Regions from separate parts of the Mus musculus genome. Here region 1 is linked to region 2. The links are chromatin contacts, called in public Hi-C maps. All regions are on one chromosome and are shown on one strand. The core of a region is the stretch at or near the end of the contact, and the rest is flanking DNA. Distances in the headings are between cores, read along the strand shown. Region 1 holds the start of Col25a1 (collagen, type XXV, alpha 1). Region 2 holds the start of Sec24b (Sec24 related gene family, member B (S. cerevisiae)).

What was found. Hi-C and Micro-C count contacts between places; a contact is called where the count stands out from the background.
Region 1: a Hi-C map of nephron progenitors shows a contact between it and region 2, with 4 times the contacts expected there. The contact joins the promoter of Col25a1 here to the promoter of Sec24b in region 2. A contact is called at or near these places in 4 of 484 Hi-C or Micro-C datasets (embryonic stem cells, nephron progenitors and stem cell-derived neural progenitor cells), 1 of 115 datasets of contacts at active chromatin or transcription factors (embryonic stem cells) and 1 of 9 other capture datasets (adipose tissue).

Annotation. Positions count from the first base shown.
Region 1 is chr3:130,179,484-130,182,911 of GRCm38.p6, reverse strand. It overlaps Col25a1 (collagen, type XXV, alpha 1), which reads right to left and starts at 2,067. Exons shown (of 38, transcript NM_029838.4): 1 at 1,132-2,067; 2 at 78-147. The coding sequence starts at 1,428.
Region 2 is chr3:130,059,110-130,062,431 of GRCm38.p6, reverse strand. Sec24b (Sec24 related gene family, member B (S. cerevisiae)) reads left to right here and starts at 1,525. Exons shown (of 24, transcript NM_207209.3): 1 at 1,525-1,863. The coding sequence starts at 1,764.

The DNA.
Region 1 (3,428 bases), core at 818-3,317, 120 kb before region 2:
CCCCCCTTTTTTTTCTTTTTTCTTTTTTTCCAGAGTTCTGCTGTGAAGGAAACGTTGTTAAATGAGGGCCGTTTTACCTGCTGGGCAGTTGCACTCTAAAGGTGCCTCCCTGGCCGTTCTTATTTTAGCCATATGTTCGTAGGATTTCTGTAGGGAAAGCAGAGGGGTTGACACAGTATCAGTAGCACTGAGGAGAACTAGACTCTCAGGGGCTCTCTGGCCACATGCCTGCTTCGCCAGCATCTGATAGCTTGCATAAGGAATATTTACATATGTACTTGGACTCTTGTCAAAAAGTAACAGAATCCAAGTCCTAAAATAAGACAATGACCACTGACATGGTAGCAGGATTGCAGGGTTTGGCTAACATCTTTCTCTAGTCCTCAATTACCACCCCACCCCCCCACCCCCACTTTCCTTTAGCCCAAGCATAGGCAGGCAGTGCAAAAGCCAGGCAGTGATATAGGTCCAAAGACGCTGGTCAAGAGTGCATAAGTGAATGTGAACTCTACACAGCCTCTCCATTGGAAGTAAATTTTAAATAAATAAATAAATAAATGGCCCTGATTTGAAACCAACCTTGAAGATAACTCTCAGCTTCAACAGCTCTACCTTCCAATTATTACCTGCACTGCATCCTTAACCAACTATAAAACTTTTTCAAAGTGTTTGAACATGAAAAAAAGATTCGAAGGGTGGAATTTATGATTCTCAAGCTCTATAGGATCGTTTCACTTGAAAGTGATTACCTTTTGTATATTAATAACACCTGTTTCCCTAACCTTTCCCTGGGAAGGAGATATGAGATCTTATATCAACAAAAATTGGTCTCCGTTGAAGTGAGAGCTCCCAAGAGACTCCAGAAAGCTACAAAGAAATAAAATGCCCCTCCACACACTCCCGTTATCCAGACCCCCCATATATGTCTAAGCATGCAAGCACTATGGAATACCCAGGGAAGATATCTGCTACAGACTTGATACTAAGCAATACCCAAGGTACTTAACTCCATACTTGGCATATACAGTCAAGTCAACTATGCAGACAGCTAAGGGTCGAAACTATCCCTGCACACAGGGCTCACACCTGTGCAAAACAGTATTCACGTGCAAAATACCCAGCCTTCCACACCTGAGCCAAGAGACGCTCCACTTTCTCCTGAACCATTGCCTTCAGCTCATCCACGGTGTCAGACAGCGGATGGAAGGAAGGGGTCCCTTTAGCAGATTCAAGAGCAGCAATCCTCGCCTGGAGGTCGTTGGTTTTCACCCCAAGATAAAAACAGAAAGCCACAGCAACCACTGACAAGAGGGTCGCCAGGGCCGTGCACGAGGGCATGGTGCCGGCACAACGCTGTCCCAAGGGGCGCGGATCTTCTGATCCAGACTCTCGTCCCCCTCCTTTCCCTGCAAGCTTCTTCACCAACATTGTGGCGGGGTCGCTGGCCTCCGCTACGCCTTCCACCTTCTATCTCCTCCAGTAATCTTAGAATGAGAGGAAGGGTCGGTTCCTCCAAAGTTCAGTCCCTGCGGCTGCACAACTAGTTGGTAGAGTCGGAGCCCGGGCTTAGAGATGGACCTGCGCGTGGCTCGGCGTCCGGATCAGCAGGCGTGGACCGACCGTCCTCCAGATTCTTTCTCCCCTTCCAGCTAGGAGTGAAAAGCACCCTCCGGCCGGGGACTGTGTGGCGCCGGGGGTGTTGTTGGGGTCACAGCTGAAATGAAACCCACTAGGGCAGCTCTCTTGACCCCCCCAATCCGACACCTCCTTAGGGGTCCCCCGCGCGGAGGCGCAGGGTCCGAGAGCCCCTCTCTCTGCTCCGACCTGTTGAGTCTGCCTGCCTATCTCTACCTTTTTCCACCCGCCGACCTGTCTCCCACCTGGATCAGTTCAAGGCCAAAAAGAAAAGGAAATACAGAGACCCGGCGAGAGCGCAGCCCCCGTGGGTGGTAGAGGAATAGAGAAAAAGAGGACCGAGTGACCCAAGCAGCGATCGTAAGCTGCGAGGCCCCAAAAGTATCTCCGCAGACCCGCGTGTGCGAGCCTTAAATACCCCGGGATGCTCTTGTGTGAGACAGTGCGCGCGCGCCTGAAGCGCGGACCGCCCCCTCCCGCAGGAGCCTCCTTATTAGCATAATATATTCACCTTCGCCCAGCCCGCCTGGACCCACGAAGGGGCGGGAGCGCGGGTGGGAGCGGAGCCCGAGGTCTCTATTAGCATAATATATGCAAATAGCTACAGCAACCACTGTGATTGGAGAGGAGCTTGGAGACCCTTCCCCCTCCCACCACCGAGTAACTTCAGCGTCCCCCTAAGGCCATCTCTCCGGCCCTAGCCAGGGGCCGAATTGAGGTCTGCTGTGCAGAGTGGCTTATACTGGCTTAGCCCAGCGCCCCCTATTTGGGTTAAAAAATGGAGAAATGGCCTCCTGAAGGAAAGAACGGAAGCAGAAGGCTCCAGCTCTCCAGATCCTCGCTCAAAGGCAGCCACAGGAGCTCCTCCATCTAGCCCTTGCGCGACGTTTTCCCTCCTCCCTCAGTTCGTTCCCACATGCCCAGAGGCAAAGTGTCTGGCTGACGTCTGCAGGGTACCTTCCCCACTTCCCTTCCTTCCCACGCCTTGCTGCAGATGACTGGGGAAGTTTTCTCGCCCCTCCCCCGTTTCCTCTTGTCTTGATGCTGCCCCCCCCCCCCCCCCCAGCTCTGGGCTCTTTCTCTGTACTAGGGTGCTAATGTGTTTTCCTGATTCGCTGTTTTGTGAGTGTTTGAGGCATACACATTTCTCAGGATTTAGGAAAGAGCTGAAGAATGAAGTCAGTTTTTCCTCTTCCTTGACTCTCAGCTTGCCTCTTCCCTCTGGATCAAATTACTAAGTCTCTACTGGGATTTTTTTTTTTTTTCTAAATTGATAACAAGTAGCATTTTGCATCCAATTGATTTTAGAGAAGAAAACACAACCCTAACTCTCCTTCCAAAAGACCTTCCTTTTTGCCTTTTCATCTTAAGAAATGTCACGTACGTTTCTTTCCCTCCCTAACCGATTACCACAACCAGTTACTACTATAATCAATGAACAAAATACCTAACCCGGAGCAGTTGCTTCTCGTGTGTAAACTACAGTGCCAAGGGGGACTTAGGATAGACATAGCAGGAAGCCTGCACTTATGAATCTCAACAAGTGGTTGCATAAAACAAGACCTCAAGACCTGAATAACAACTATGCTCACATGCCAACGTGGATCGGGGACCTTGCATGAGACCCGGTGCCTAGAATAAGAGCTACTAACAATCAATGGCTGCTGGAGGAGACTGTTTCCTTCCGGAACCAACTCCAGACTGTCATCTCTAAATACATAGACATATGAGAAACACTAAATGGACTCAAGAAGGATGTGTGTGTGTGTGTGTGTGTGTGTGTGTGTGTGTGT
Region 2 (3,322 bases), core at 276-2,775:
GCAGCAGCAGGAGACTGCACCATACTTGTGTAGCTTCAGCATATGAGACCTCAAAACCTCAAAACACAGTGAGATAATTCTTCCATCAAGGCCACATCTCCTGATAGTGCCAATCTCGATGGGCTAAGCACTCAAACACTTGAGTCTTCGGGGCCATACCTACTCAAACCATCACAGTGGGGAACAGTTTCCCAGGTTTGTTAGGAAGGCTGCCTTTTATCTAACTGCCAGAAACCCTCCTATAGTCCAGGCTGATGTTTGGATTGCCATTTGGAATTTGGGGTACGGAAGTTTCCTTTAGGCCCAACACAACCGACCAACGGAAGTAAATAATTTTGGAGCCATTACATTATGGAGATCTATGGAAGTGTAATATCTCAGTCTGTGTGAGGAATCTTCCCTGAAGAAATAACATATCCATACACCTGATTGAAATCAGCTAACATCAAGAACACATTGCAGAGGCAGAAAGCCAATCGCCTATTCTTCCCTTACTCACATGGTGTCACCCTTAATTTTAGTAAATTCAAAGGACTCCTGGCAAGGGCTTGAACTGTGACCTCCTTGATGAAGTGGGGGTGTGATCTCTAGCTCAGGGAGGCTGAGCTGCTGCGAACAAAGCCACAATACACATGAATACAGAGCATAATGTGGCTGGAAATCTCAGAACTCCAAAGTTTATTTTTAGTGCGGTTCGATAGGGCATCCGTCATTAACTCACGGCAACTATTTAAGGAAGGCTTTGTGTTCTAGAACTACGAACCTTTGAGGTTGGCATAACCTTCCAGTAAATAGGATTCCAGCGCTCCGGAAATGCCATCTTACTAGATCACATTCTGAATCCGAACGTTTTTGAGCAGTTGCACACCCACCACTGTGTGACCGTGACCTAGTTGGGACCAAGATGCCCAAATGACTTGGATAAAGTAGTCTTTACTTGCCAGTCAGCATGCTGAACGGACCAGGGAGATTGCTTCTAAGACTTCACTAAGGTAGTCAAAGCAAGCTGACCTGTCTTCTGGATGCCACAGCTCTCCTAAACACCAACGGGCGGGCGGAGCCAACCCTTGGTGGGTGGGGGGAATATAAAGTTCGTCTTCAAGCTCTCCTAGTATTAGGCATTCATCTTTCTCCTAGCGTTTAAAGCCACTGGTCAAAGTTCTGGCTTTACTGCCACTGTTATGGGGAATCTGTCATAGAGAAATGTTTTCTCTCTGCTTGGGAATTACACATTTTCAATCAACATTTAGCTTGATTGCGCTGTTAATTTGGAATTAAGTTGGAGTGGGGGGGGGTGGCGTTGTACAAGAATAAATAACAAATCCAAAGCCAGGCTTCCTCTTCCGAGGATGGGTACGTGGGTGGGCTGGGACTGGCGTGACCCAGGACTCGGGACCTCAGCCCGCAGCTTTGCACCGCTCTGCAGCACTGCAGGGCGCAGGCTCCATCCGGGTAGCGGCGGCCACCGTGGCCCGCGCCTTTCCCTTCGGCGGCGGCGCCGCAGCCGCAGTCTGGCCTGTGCGGGGAGGTGGTCGCAGCTCCGGCCTGCAGGGGGCGCTGGCGCGGGAGGGCTGGGCCGGGGTCCGCACGCGTGCGGTGGTGGCGCGGCCGAGCGTGGGTGCCCGGGCCGCGGTCGTCGGTGAGAGTGACTCGGCCTGTGACGCGGGCGCGTTCCTTCCTCTTCCTCTTCCTCCGCGGCCCCGCCTTCCTTCCCTCCGCCCATCTCCCGCCGCGGAGGAGCCGCCGCCGCCAGCCGCGCCGTCATGTCGGCCCCCGCCGGGTCCCCTCACCCGGCCGCCGGCGCCCGGATGCCGCCCAAGCTCGGCGGAGCTGTCTCCGGCCTGGCACCGCCGCAGCAGAACGGTGAGGCGGGAGGCCGGGGCGCGGCGTGGGGCCTAGGCAGGCGGAAGGGAGGGAGAGCGGGCGGGCGGGCGGGCGGCCTGCGCGGTGGCTGGGGGCGGGCAGGGCAGGGCCGGACCGGGGAGGCCGCGGTGGGGCCCCGAGGCCGCGGTGGAGCCTGGAGGCCGCGATGCGGCGAGGGGAGCGACCGAAGGGCCGGCAGGGCGGGGCCGCCGGCCGCCTGCCATCCAGGCCTGCCCTCCCGCGCGGACCGAGGCCGGAGTGGAGGGGTCGGCGGCCCGCACGACCGTCTGCTCCGACCTGGGCGCCGGCCGGTTGCCCCGGGCGACCCTTTGGGCCCCGAGAGCTCACAGGACGCCGGGGCCGCAGAGTGCTTGGTCTATGGAGGGCTGGGAGCAACCTTGGTACCTGGTGGATCGCATCCTTCCGGGCCCCAGGAACGTAGCTTTGATTTTTTTTTTTTTAAGGCCCAGCGAGCACGCCGCCTGGAAGGGAACTTAGTTTGCACTCAAGTTTGTAGGCAGAAGGATGTAAATGTGCTGCAGAAGTGTAACTGTAACCCCGACCCACTTCGGCCTCGGATCTGTTGTGGTTTGCCGCTGCGGTTGCTGCTCAAGCCTTTGGAGTTCGCTTGTAGTAGTGTAGTGTTCCCGGGGTAGCAGGTGTCAACTAAGCGAACACCTTTAGAGTCCCCCATCTCCAGCTTCACTTTCAAGTCTAGGAAAACGTGCCAGAGTTGCTTGGCCCTGTTTTGATGCAAGGCCTGCGTAGGGAAACACGACTGTGGCTTTCATACAGAGGTTATAGGCTCCGAGCATGCAGGAGTTATTGCTGAGAAATGATCTTACCCTAGCGTGCCTGGCCCCTGCTCTGGATATCTGGAATGTTCCTAAGTAGGGGAGGGGCCCTCCTTAGAGAGTTGAGTGTGTCTAATGAGACCCTCCCAAAGTAAAGCGAAGAAAATCCCTCTGCCCTGTGTCAAAAAACAAAACTACTCAATACTCATCAAATCATTGGCCTAGTTTACACAGCGTGCTAATCAAATTTACAGCCAAAGTTTGGAAAATCAGTAATGCTTTTCAAACACGAAACACCCCAAGAATCAGGTGGAATTTTTTATTCACAATTAAAAAAAAATGATGGTTTAGTCTTAAGATCCCTAGGTTGGTCTTACTTATCAATATTTCATGCTTCTTATAGTTGTTGTTTAGTATCAAGAGCTTTTGAAGGTGAACGGTGTCATTTGTATCACACTTGTCCAGGTGAAAACATGGTTTGTGAGCAGCTTTGTCTATTATGTGTGCCTGGGTATAAATGACTGTGCCCCTCCTTGCACATAGAGTTCAGAGGATAACTTCTGAGAGTTGGTTCTTTCTACCTTGTAGGTTTTGGAAATCCAACTTAGGTAGGCTTCTAGGAACTGCTAACTAGGCTTTGTTTTGTTTGTTAACATTGTAAATCA